2 separate regions of the Mus musculus genome follow, and region 1 is linked to region 2. The links are chromatin contacts, called in public Hi-C maps. All regions are on one chromosome and are shown on one strand. The core of a region is the stretch at or near the end of the contact, and the rest is flanking DNA. Distances in the headings are between cores, read along the strand shown.

Region 1 (6,718 bases), core at 2,715-5,214, 490 kb after region 2:
TGTGTATACACGCATGTGCACACACGTTTTATATATATAAATTTTCCTCACAAAGCTATTCTTGAGAATAGTTATTTCTTTTTCCAAGTGCAATTACAACAACCCACCAATGACTACAGTGTCTTCTCCCTTTCAGAAACCAAATACGCACACATCCCTGTCTCCTGGAAGAATAGCTTAATATCATTGGTTACTCTTGCATGCGCCCGACTCACCAGCAAGAACGACGCTGCAACAGGATCCTTCTGCACACATTTATTGGGAGAGCTTGATTGCAGAGGCGAAGAGACCCCAAGCCCAGAACTGGTGCTGCTTATATAGGCCTAGGAGAGGCGTGTCTCACACCCAGATTGATTATGCATGGGTTTTGCTTACCACCTCATTTGCATGTCTCACATCTGATTGGTTAACATGTCTCTCATCTGATTGGTTAACTTCTCTCTCATCTGATTGGGTAACTTGTCTCTCATTTGATTGGTTAACTTGTCTCTCATCTGATTGGTTAATTCTCAAAACCTCATCTTGGCAAAAAAAACTTTACTGCCTATGTATGCGTGGTGGCCAGTGGTAGCCAGCGCCACCCTGCAACGGCACATGTGGCTTCCCACAGGTTACTACACAGCCTCTCTCACCCCTTTTACTGCAATACATTTCCTTGCTCCTATTAGCTAGAAGTCGGGTGTTCTACTTCCATCTTAATTGGCCAAGCTCTCTGGAAACTGTTGTCAAGGACTCTTGCTCTGTGCTACAACAGGAACACACCGATCTGAGAGCCCCCATCCCAACATTCACATTATCAGGTGCTGTTTCATCTGAAAGACTTGACAGATAGCGCATGTGTGTATGTGTGTGTGTGCATGTGTGTAATGCACTTGTGTGTGTGTGTGTAATGCACTTGTTTGTGTGTGTGTGTGTAATGCACTTGTCGTGTGTGTGTGTGTATGTGTTTGTGCATGCATGTAATGCACTTGTAGTGTGTGTGTGTGTGTGTGTGTGTGTGTGTGTGTGTGTGCATGTTTGTGATGCATGTGTGCAGTGCGTGTCCACGGCTAGGAAGGACCCCTGCACACTAACTGCAAACCCACTTGTGTGCTCCGAAGAGCATCTTAAGCCCTCAACACTTTTAGCTCAGATGCCAGGCTGTGACCTCATAAACCTGGAAGTCACACATTGCTTTCCTTCATGGTAGCCTCATGCATTCCAGAGCGGCCACTCTCCAGACTCAGAATCACCAGAGCTTCCCGTCAAAGAGGCACTCTGCTTAGTGTTCTCTGGGGAGGTTCCTGCTTGCCTCTACACCTCCAGACCATTGGCTACTGTTCTCATTAAGAAAGTGAAACAGGTGCTCACAGGAATTTCTGGTAGAATAATGCCCTTCATAGAAACCCCCATCACTAAGTATATCAAAATATCTTATTTAGAAATGTCAGGGTATTATGTTTATACATACACAGGCATGCACCTGCCTATACATTTACATACAATGTGTATTACATACTTGTGTTTTGGTGTGAGCAAATTAACACACTAAAAGATACCTATCTATTATTTGAGTACCTATCTTGTACCATAGACCAAATACAAATACCAATAAGGTTCTGTCTCTCTCATCAAGAAATCTGAGAATCAAAGAAATATACAGGCAAATAAAACACTGTATAGTAAACACTATATCTAAGTTATGCATAGAATGTAGATGTTAAGGATAAGGCATGAGGCTGAGATTTACAAGGTCCACTTCAACAGAAGCATGCAACTGTGTGCACTTCTTACCATAAACACACACACAGTTACCTTCTTCTGTGCTGAATTCCTGGCATCACAGACTGATTCAGGGCCTTTTGTTTTTTTGTTTTTTTTTTTTTTTAAGTTTTATTTCTAATAGCAAATTCCATTCCGTTTAATTTAATGGTTGTGTCTTTGTTTCCAGTTGTAAAGAAGAGCAAATAGAATTCTCAATGAGAACATTTTCATAGAGTTTGGATGTGTGGACAATTATAATATTGGCAGTGCTCACAGGAAGCCGGGGAATTATTTGTAAAGGTTTTGATGCCGATGAATTCCATCTAATTAAAACTTAGGCCATAATCAACTTAATACATTTTATAAGATCACGTATCAAAGGACAGGCTGGCTGTGAAAATGAAGTGTCACTGGGCTTTGTGAAATAAGCATTGAGGAACAGGCAGGGTCCTTTTTCTTCTCCTTTCCTTCCTAGGCCATGCTTATTTCATATAGTAGCGACTGCAGAAAGATACAGTCCTGGCTCTGTCCAGGCGCTGATATCAGGCATTCCTCACCATTGTGTCTGCTATGACATAGCTTGACACATTAAATTTTGATAAAAAAAAATTAAATCTTCGGTTTGTTTTGACACATATTTTTGTAACAGAGAAATAATTGCTGCTTTGAACTTTTTTATTCCATTTTGGATTTTCATCACTCACGGCTACGTGAGATCAAAGCAAGAACCAGCAGAAAAGACACTAAGGAATCTCACCTTAGTGAGTAAGGGAATTTAATTTGTTGTGTGTAACTAAATATTACTTGTCTTAACTACTAGGTTTTCTTAGGGTTCTATGTTTCATTAGATACTGAGATACTTCATCCCCTGTCAACCCGTATTCCATCCCTCATGAGTCTCCAGCCAACCCACAAACAGACCTGCAAGTCAAAACATCGGACCTTGAGTGTCATAGGTAAGTGGACTCCAGTGATTCTGTGACAGCATCTTCCATGCTACAGTCAGAAAGGGTCTGGGCAGAGACCACTGGGCTTGGATCTCTGTAATCCTTAACAAAGTTGAGTTCAAGAACCATTTCAGAGTATAGAGATGCCTGGCTATCTTACCACTGAGAATGGGGATGTGATCGGTACCTAGTTCACAAGTAGAGGCTTTTTTGGAGAAAGAGAAATATATTCATGTCATCAGTATTAATCCAACAACTAAGTGAAACGGCATGTGTAGACAGTTGGGGGCACATATGTGTATGCTAACATAGAGCAAGCCATAGATAAGAGAGCCTCTGGGAAAACATGATGGTTTTTGGCCAACATGACGTTCAATCCTTTTAAGTTTTCTCTTGTCTTCTAGGCAGCAGTAAACAAAAACCATTTGTTCCTTGTTTTGTTAACCTCGGGTTTGCCGGTGTGGGCTCATATGCCAGGTAATGCCAGCTCAGCTTTGCCTCCGTTAAACGGGGACAATTAAAACAAAACAAAACAAAACAAAACAAAAACAAAACAAAAACAAAAACAAAAAACAAAAAAAAACCTCCAAAGTACAACTCAAACGGACCTGTCTTCTAATAAGTATGAAAAAAATTATGGCTCGTGAAAAAAAAAAAAAAAAGAAAAAAAAAAGGGGGGGGCTGCAACACTTCAGAGCTTCAGAGACCTTCTTGCATCACGTGAGTTTCATAACTATTAAAAATTATAGATGCGCCAGGTTCACAGCTGAGAGCAGTTTGGTTCAAACCAGAATCAGCAGCAGCTGCAAAAACAAGGAAGCACCTAGTCCATCTGTCTCCAGGAGAGGATTAGAAGCGCTCTAACAACAAGTCTGCTTCATGCAAACTACCCTAGGTTTACCATGTCACAATCAAGCCGCATGTCTTCACATGAACTGTGTTTTGGGTTTTTGGGTTTTTTTTTTTTTTTCTGGTAGCCTCCAGTGCCATCAGCAGAGAGCCAAAGCTGCGGGGATTTCCAGGGGTCAAAGAGGGGCGCGTGGGGCATTCTCTCCTGATAGAACAGTTCCTATTCGCTGTAGCCTCTGCCCTCCCTGCGCTCACTGCCTCCTCAGTCCTAGGCAAAGGGACTCTGAGAAGAAACAACTGTTTAGATGTTGCTTCCAAAAACACGGGGTTTCTCTCCAAGAGAGCTGCGTGCTCTTCACAGGCCCCTACTGCCAAGCCATAACCCCTAGATAAGTACTTTTTTTAAAAAAAGATGTGTTTGATTGTTTTTAATTATGTGTGTGTGGTGGAGGGAGACTGTTCATGGGAGCGTTGGTGCCTGCAGAGGCCAGAGGCTTTGAATCTCCCTGGAGCTGGAATTACAGGCATTTGGGAGTCACCTGACCTGGGGGCTGCAAGTAGAACTTGAGTCCTCTGCAAGAGTTACCTCAGAGCTAACTCCGTTTCAAATGCTTTTGAACCCATAACCACATGGAAGAATCCACGTTCATCCAGATTCCGCATGCGCACAGGTAGAAGCATGTATACACAGCCATTTATTTATGCAGTAGGAGGCTGAGGTAACCGCTTCAGAGAAATACCCCAATTACTCGCTCTGCACTCAAAACGTTTCAACTCGTTCATTCTGGTTAGCCTTCAAGTGACAGTACAGCGCTCTATCATGACGCTCATACAGATCATGACCCCCAGCCAAGGATCAGGACTTCCCCTCCCCCACTGCGCTCAGAATCACCTGGGCGTGTTCACGCGACAACCTTCTAAGGGAGAGAAGGGGGCACTCAGTAGCGGCTGCCTCTAAAGGGAGAATGACATTTTCTGCCGGTTATTGGCCATATGACCTTCAACAAGTTACCTGCCCATTCCAAGGCTCAGTTTCTCCATCTATTAAGTGATGGCAATGATGACATCTCTACAGAGGGACGATGCTTTGGAGTGAAACGACAGCCAGCCAGACATTTGCCTAAGTGTGATCCACGGTAGAAAGTAAGCCCTGGTGCTCGAGTCTGAGTCATTTCAGTCCTTGGCTGGTGTGGTTTACGATCTCTGTTGGGGATTTCTTCACATGTCCTAAGCTGCCTTAGATTCTGTCCCTTGCCAGAGCCAACGTGGATAAGAACTCAGTCGCCTCATTAAGGCTTCCCTGGCTACTCAACTGGAGTCAAGGAAACAGGGAGCTAATGAGGTCACTGGGTTCTGGACTTTATGTCTACCCCCAGTAAAGGTAATAACGAGGTGACTTAGGTTTTAACCTGCTCTTGGCCTTGAATACTGTCTATGTTGATTTTATAAGCAGGTGAGAACCTGTCTGAAAAAGACCATTAAAATATCAAATCATAACCCTGCTTGAGGTTCTTTTGTTAAGGACAGTAAATGTAAGATGTATCAGGAGACTGGGCAGGATTGGTCTGGGAAACGCTATAATAGTCTCTCACAGCACCCTATATACATTTTCCTGAAGAACTACTAAAAGCTACAATTCACGCTGTTTAAGTCAGGCTTAAGTCTTATCTGGTGAATTATTAAGAGTTTAATGCAATGATAATCTAAATCACCAGGTCTTAAATTTAATCACTTAACCAGTATTTAGCTTGGTATACTTGGTACTAGCTGGTTAAGTGATTAAGTAAGAAAATGTGAACTGTATGTAGTACCTTCCCCAAGCCATAGTTGGCTTGGCACAAACAATTTTAAAAGATTGTGTCCATAGAAAACTCAAAGTATAATGAAGCAACAGCTCAAGGAATGATGGTTCCTGAAAAAGTTAGTTCAGGAGCACCACAGAGACCCCGCCTGAGGAGACATGGGCTCAGCCTGTTGGGACCACCTGTGGGACATAGGGCACAACGCAGAGACCACCTGGGGGGGCATGGGGACAGCATTAAAGGTCACCTAGGGAGACAACCCTGAACAGCTGGAGGCCAATGGAGAAGCAAAACATTTCTGTATACAAGGTGGGCAAGCAGACTTATGGCTGGATACTTTAAATGGGGTTTGTTGTTAAGGCATGGGGCTGTCCTCTGCTGCCAAAACTCAGCCCTAACATTCTGATAAAGCACATGTCTGGGTATAGAATGTGACTTTGTCAGTGAAGTTGAAAGATGCCCACAGGCCAAGGTCTTTGCTATTTCTAGGTCCTGGCAGGAGTGGTCTCTCCTCACTCAGCAAATGTCCAAGGTATCAAACCCCAGAAAAGTGAGAGAATTGACTACTATAGGCATAACTATGAATACCACAGTTCACCACTAACATCTGAATCAGGTGACAAAAGAATCAGACAATGTAAAAAAAATGGCTGTCAACTTTGTATAGACATTGATATACCCTCGGGTCACCAAGGGTCTCAAGTTCCAACTTAATTTGTGTAAGGTTGAAGGCTGGGTATCAAAGTTTTAGGCTCTTCTCTGGGTGATGCTGAACTGTATCCCAGGTTTCTATCTGCTAGCATGGTGTGGGTGGAAGCTAGATGGGTATGAGCAGGCAGTTTTTGAAACCTGAACACCCTAACGCTGGCCCATTTGTATTAATAATAGCTGCTCATTTGCAGGAAGGTGGAAGGAAAGGTAGAGTCAGTGGATATAAGACAGTGAGGTAATGATGGACCTAAGATTAATTCTCCCCATTACATGTCACCCCCACTTGACACACTTCAAATTGATGGATTTCCTTCCTAGAACTCTAAAATTCATACAATATCTCTTATGCTTTACCAAAAAGAAATTGAATCTCAGAAACGGCAAATAGCATGACTACAATCCACAGCTAATATGCTGGTAAATCCATTTCTTCCAAACTATAATCTACATACTTCTAAAAGAATTAAAAAAATAAAAAACCCACAGCATTTTCTCCAAATAAACAACCTTTTCTCTGATAAACCAAACATAACATTTTCCTTTTGCATGCAAATTTAACTTTTGTTGACTAAATACCAGTTTGAATCATTTTTGCAGAGAAATCTGTGGTGCCTAACATAGTTGACATTTCTACTCTTTTCCAGTCCAGCACTGGAGTCTCTTTTG
Region 2 (6,260 bases), core at 3,457-5,956:
GGCCCATGAAAGTAAGCAAGGCTGTAAAACATGAAAATGTATATAAGCCTGGAAAAATAAATATATGAAGGTATATAAAGTATATAGGGCTTGGCCGTGGAGGCTGAACATTGCGTGCAGCTGTGTAATTCTGATGGACGGCTGAACGGGCTTTGCCTTAACTGATCAGCACCGACTCGGGCCGTTTGCGATTGAGCCTGATTGTACCGGTTCCTTTAGATTGTGTGGCTCTGGTACAGAATATGGTACATTTTATTTCATACAACGTGACTGCATATATTCAGGCTAAATATTGTAATGCTGGATGTGATTCCTGGAGGATACCAGCATTCGCCCACTAGTTGACCTGTTACGAACCAGCTGAAGCCTGCTCTCCAACTGTGGTCAGAGGCCTGAGTTAAAGTATGTACTTACCACGCTAGCATCCTCTTTAGATGTTTCTGCTTTTAAAACGTAACATCGGAAAAAACTCATCCTCAAAGCCAAGGAGCCTTGTGCAGTCTTACAGACAGCTGACTGGCACTGCTCTCTTCTCAGAGCTGAGGTGTGGCCGAGTTCCTCGGTGGCTGCAGGAGTGGAGAGGGTTTGAGGCGAGCCAGCTGCAGCTGGTGGCAGGGCAGAAGCAAAAGTCTGGGAGGCAATTTGGGTTCTACTCCTAATTTTGCCACGCCCCTTCCTTTGATGTTTGGCCACAGCAGGAACTTGACTACAGTTCTGTCATGTGTGACGCACGAAGGAAATAACGTGGCTCACGCACCGTGATGGGCCCAGGTCATGTGGAGGTTACTGGTAGTGTTTTGCGATGAAGTCAGTTCATGGAGACTGGAGTTTGCAAGCCCCTTACTTGCAAACAGTATACTGGACAGTATCAGGGGATTTGGGTTCGAAATGGAATCTGTGGGCCAAGGACCAGGGATTTTCCTCCTCCTGAAGAAGGTGTGGAGGCTCTAGAGAAAGGGCCTTTGGGTCACAGAAAATCATTGTGTCTGGCTGATAGAGACCCTTTGTTAATGTTTTTAATGACACTTGTCCCATTTGGAGGAAGTCTGCAAAGGAGAAACCTGATGACTTGGTCCTCAGGCAGGGACAGTGCTGTGCAATCTCTAACTCCAGAAACAGTTCATAGCTGCTCTGTGTATTTTGTCTCCGGCTCTGACTACATGACCCTCGGTGATCCCATCGAGTGGACAATCAGTTGGGTTCTGGCTGATCCCAAGTGGCTAAGATGAGAGGCAGGTCTGTCAGCAGAGCTCTGGACTTCACAGAGAAGTTCTTAGGTCCAACTCAATCAGCTTCTTCCTTCCAATCACAGAATTCCCCTGTGGGTCACAAGAAACGAGGGGTCTTTCGAGCCCCTGGAGAACCAGCCGGCCCCAAACTGGATCTGAAGAGCAAAACACTTGAGCAGATTCCATCAGAGGAGTGGAGGTTAAATGACCCCCCAGGGATGAGCCGGCTTGTTCTGAAGCAACTTCCTTGGTTGGGAGCCAGTGGGCTGGGTGCCCGGTATCTGAAAGCTCACAGGATTTAAAGCAGAAAGCTGTATTCCAGAATGTTCTGTGCTTTTCCATGAGTATGGAGGAGTTTTATTCCCTCAAGTTCCAAAATGTAAACCTATGACCTGCCGGGTACTGGACGTAGAATTCATGCCACAGAAAAATAGACTTGACCTAGTAATACAATGTTTGTGGATTAGTGCCATCAGAAGATAAACATCTTAGATTGTAAGCATTGGGTAAGAGTTCTCCTGCTATTTGATCGTAGACATGGGTTTTTGTTCTAGCTTTTTAAAGATGGTTTACATTTGAAAAGAATTAGGGCAACCCTGCATCTTTGATCAACTCAAAGTCTCTTTAGGGGAAGAGATTTGACACTCTAGTTTTTAACCAGAAATATAAATATGCATCAGCTCACACTCTTCCAAATTAGGCAATATAAACTTAGCATTTTTCATGACATCCAGATGAATAGGAGGCCTGTTTTATGCTTAAAAGCGACTGTCTTTGACCCACTCTTGCATGGGGCCTGTGTGTCATTATTTTTGATAGGACTTGTCATTAGTTTTTACTTTGACCTGAGCAGAGAGGAATTTTGGTTGTGAGAGTTTGTCTTTCATTTATTTGTACCCAAACTTAATTATGGCTTCACAGGTCAGTATCAACATTGTAAGTAGAAAGAAACGTCCTTGAATCATGGGATGGTTCCTCCAATTTAAGATGTGTGGTTGGACCGTGAGTTCAGATGCTCAGAAAGTATCGTTCAGTACTGCTGAGGCAAAGCACCATCTAGACTCCTGGGGGAGGAAGTCTAGACGGGATAAGTGCCCGTCCCCACTTTCTATTACACACCCATGTACACACCACGCACACACACCATACACACTACACACCACACACCACACATACACCACACACCATACATACCAGACACACTACATACCACACACATCTCACATACCATACACATCACACATACCACACCCCCCCCACAAACACACACAGACACACCACACATCACACACACCACATACACACCACATACCATACACAACATATACACCACATACATATACACACCACACACATATCACACACGCACAAAACACACATACACCATACACAGACTACACTCAGACTATACCCCCCCCACATAAAAACACACCACACATACCACACATACACCACACACACAAACATACACACATACCACACATACAAACATACCTCCTGACACCACCCCCACACCACCCCCACAGAGCATATACACACCATATACACTACACACTAAACATTCATACACACAAACACACACACACACACACATACACCCTCACACACATGGAAGATGGGCAAACCATTATATGGCATGACAAGAAGTCTTTCTCTTCATTTCTCTACCACAGAGCTTTAAAGAATTCCTTAGAATGGGGGGAAGGAGGGGTCACTCTTGACAACACTTTCCGAACCCTTATGTATAATTTCCTGGGTATTGGAGTGTGTCTGTCATTTCTCACTCATTTTCTCCGGCTATTTTGGCAACAACATGTTTAAGACTTACTAAACGGATTAGCCTTGTTATAGAGTGAGGTAAGACCCAGGTGGAAATCGAAGAGATTTGTGGGGCAAAAGAGAAAGAGAAACGTCAGAGCGTGTGATTTCATGGAGGAGCACCAGTGACTAACTTTGCCTGCAATAACTTGGTAGAAGTTTTCTCCTGTTTGCTATGAGGTCAGGGATAACACTTTTGAGGACCTACGATGCACGATGCTTTTGTAATAGTTATCTCACTCATCACCAATTATGCAAATTAGACATAATTATTCAGTTTTCAGATGGTGAGCTTAAATCCAGGAGGGCTGATAGAGACAAAGCCGGAAGAGCCTCTCCTTAGATCCACGAGTATTTTTTTTTAAGAATTGAAGTGCTTGAGTGTGTGGGTTTTACTCGGAATCAATTGAGAGGCAAACATTAACCCACCTCATTTGTCTCCATAACACTGTCTGTTGCCGCCACCTGTTGTGTAAAACCACCAAACCTGGTGGACAAGGTCAACCACAGTTGTATTTTTGCTCCTGCATTTGTAATTTGAATAGGGCTGGGGAAAAAGGGCTTCTCTCTGCTCTGTGGCTGGACTTAGAGCTGGACTGGGTGCTTGCCTCCTCCCACATGGCTTCTGCATGTGGTTTGAGTTTCCACACAAAATGGTGACTAAGTTCTAAGAACAGGGGTTTCAGGAAGGAGGAGGGGTAGGGGTAGGGGTAGGGGAAGGGGAAGAGGGAGAGGGAGGGGGAGGGGGAGAGGGAGAGGGAATTAGCTCTAGAGAGTCTAGCGAGTTAGGTGGAAGCTACACTGTTGTTTGTAAAGAAATTTGGAGGTTACAATGCATTACTTGCCCTGGGCATTGTTATTCTAAGCAAAGATCTTCCTAATGTCCAAGATGGAGAACACAGATCCCATCTTGATAGGGGTGGGCTCAAGACACTTATTTTTCTGGAGAGTGAGAGCCTCAGCTCAGCTCATTTAAGAACCAGGCTCTGTTAAATGATCAGGGAGGGCTTCATATATTCCCACCAACCCCTGGTGTGCTCGCGAGCGTGTGTGTGTGTGTGTGTGTGTGTGTGTGTGTGTGTGTGTGCGTGTGTTTGTGTATTCTTGCCCATGCAGACATATGTGGGGGACAGTGACTGACTGTCTTCCAAAATCACTTCTCCACCTTATTCTTTTGAGTGTTTCACTGACCCTGGATTGTGCCGTATAGGCCTGTCTGGCTGCAGTCCCTGGAGTCTGCTTGTCTCTCCCCACTCCCAGCCCTACGATTACAGGAATTTATTTAGGTGCTGGTGATCGGAACCCCTTACTCCCACAAGTACTTTAACCCACCGAGTCATCTTAAAGGGGTTGTCTGAAGGTTGTGCTTACCTCGTCAGTGGAAAACTTGTTATCCAGTCACAACTCGGGTTTTTCTAACACCTCCTGAAGAATAAGGAGTCATGGGCAGCCAGAGAAATTTAGAGAGAGAAAGGAAATTGTTATTGAACCAGACAGATGTGTGCGTGAGCTCTTGGTTATTCCATATCTGACAGACATTTGTGGAAAGCCTGAGTATCAAGCATTGTTCAAATCCCCCAGGAGATATCGATGTGTGGTGTACTCCTCTCTCCAGGGACTAAAGGTGGAGGAGGGCACGACGGTTAGAGATACATCTCTGTATTTGTTAAACCATTGCCATTGAACCAAGGATGGATGTGGAAGCAAACCTCGCAGAGTACTGAGGCCAGCAGAGTGCATTGTGTTATAGGGAGAACTGTGAAAGGCAGAGGAAACTCAACCCCAGCCTTCACTTATCAAAGATGAAGAATCAAGCTCCTGGTGGAAGCGAAGCTGCCAACCCAGCTTTCTTGACTTGAAATCTACTGCTTTTTTTTTTTTTTTTTGTACTGAACTGTGGTGTTTGGAATATAAGAGCATTGGGAGTTCAGTTATTAAAATTTCTTGTGAAGCAGTCTTTATCTCTGAATCCAAAAATAATGTAGGTCAAGGTCTTGATTAGATGGGCTAATAGGGACTAGGAGAGTATGCAAAGAAGGGGCTAGGAGAGTATGCAAATAATAATGGAACTAGGAGAGTATGCAAATATGGGACTAGGAGAGTATGCAAAGAAGGGGCTAGGAGAGTATGCAAATAATAATGGAACTAGGAGAGTATGCAAATATGGGACTAGGAGAGTATGCAAAGAAGGGGCTAGGAGAGTATGCAAATAATAATGGGACTAGGAGAGTATGCAAATATGGGACTAGGAGAGTATGCAAAGAAGGGGCTAGGAGAGTATGCAAATAATAATGGGACTAGGAGAATATGCAAATATGTCCTGCTCAGATTAGGCAGAAATCTTATTGGGTCTAAGGGCTTCAGTTTCTGATCTGGTTGAAGTTTGACAAGATAACAAGCATTTTGGAGATTTATTCTCATGTTATCACTCGATTTCTTGTGATATCTTGAGGGTTATAGTGAAAATATTGGCTAAAAGGCAGACAGAAGGGTATATAACACGCCAGTTACCTGCTAATCTATAAATGAACTGTTTTTCATAGAAACTCATATTATGACCATGAAAGAATTGGACCCTGAATATTAAACATATTTCCTTCTACCTCTTCTTTTGTGTTTTATATATTTGCTCCAGGATCCTAAAAGTTTGTCTGAGATAAAGAACAAGGATTACTTAATTTTACTTTGCCAGAAGCTTGGGGGGTATTTGGCCTAATCTGAAAAGTGTCTAGAAATTCCTAAAATGGAAAACTTTTCAGTTAAACTCATTTAAAAAATTGGCATATCAAGAATGGTGAGGGAGGGTGGAGTTCATGTATTCCCACTGCTCCCTGGCATGCGTGCGTGTGCGTGTGCGTGTGCCTGTGTGTGTGTGTGTGTGCGTGTGTGCTTGTGTGTGTGTGTGTATGCGCGTGCGCGTGCGTGCGTGTGTGTGTGTGTGTGTGTGTGTGTGTGTGTGTGTGTGTGTACAAGAAGAACAAAGGAGGTGTCACTCAGCAAATGGTGGGCTGTGTTCGTCATCCCTGGGGTGTCAGGTGGATGATGACAGACTTTCCAGAATTATGGATTCTCAGTGATATTTTTTTGCATCTGGAAATGTTATCCTGAGCACCCACCATCCCAAACTTTATTTCGAGTAGTTGTGTAATAAACTGTGCTCTGATTTTCTATGTTGTCCGTCCCTCATGCCACTGAGAGCCGAGAAAACCTGTT

What was found. A called contact is a pair of places that touch in the nucleus more often than the background predicts.
Region 1: a contact with region 2 is called in a Hi-C map of the CH12 cell line, with 2.6 times the contacts expected there. The contact joins two enhancer-like sites. A contact is called at or near these places in 18 of 484 Hi-C or Micro-C datasets (the CH12 cell line, the HL-1 cell line, Sertoli cells and 11 more) and 9 of 115 datasets of contacts at active chromatin or transcription factors (DN3 thymocytes, T-cell acute lymphoblastic leukemia, Th17 cells and 6 more).

What each region holds. Positions count from the first base shown.
Region 1 is chr15:94,201,922-94,208,639 of GRCm38.p6, forward strand. No RefSeq gene overlaps it. Among named protein-coding and RNA genes, the nearest start is that of D630010B17Rik, 42 kb to the right of the region's middle. Within about 2 kb of position 3,965, at least 9 of the 459 cell types and tissues checked have an H3K27ac peak or open chromatin away from gene starts, as enhancers often do. A contact at or near this core is called in the CH12 cell line, where this site is marked.
Region 2 is chr15:93,712,120-93,718,379 of GRCm38.p6, forward strand. The region is part of intron 1 of Gm30339 (a long non-coding RNA gene); the gene reads left to right. Gm41386 (a long non-coding RNA gene) reads right to left here and starts at 636. Exons shown (of 7, transcript XR_875596.1): 1 at 415-636. Within about 2 kb of position 4,707, at least 3 of the 459 cell types and tissues checked have an H3K27ac peak or open chromatin away from gene starts, as enhancers often do. A contact at or near this core is called in the CH12 cell line, where this site is marked.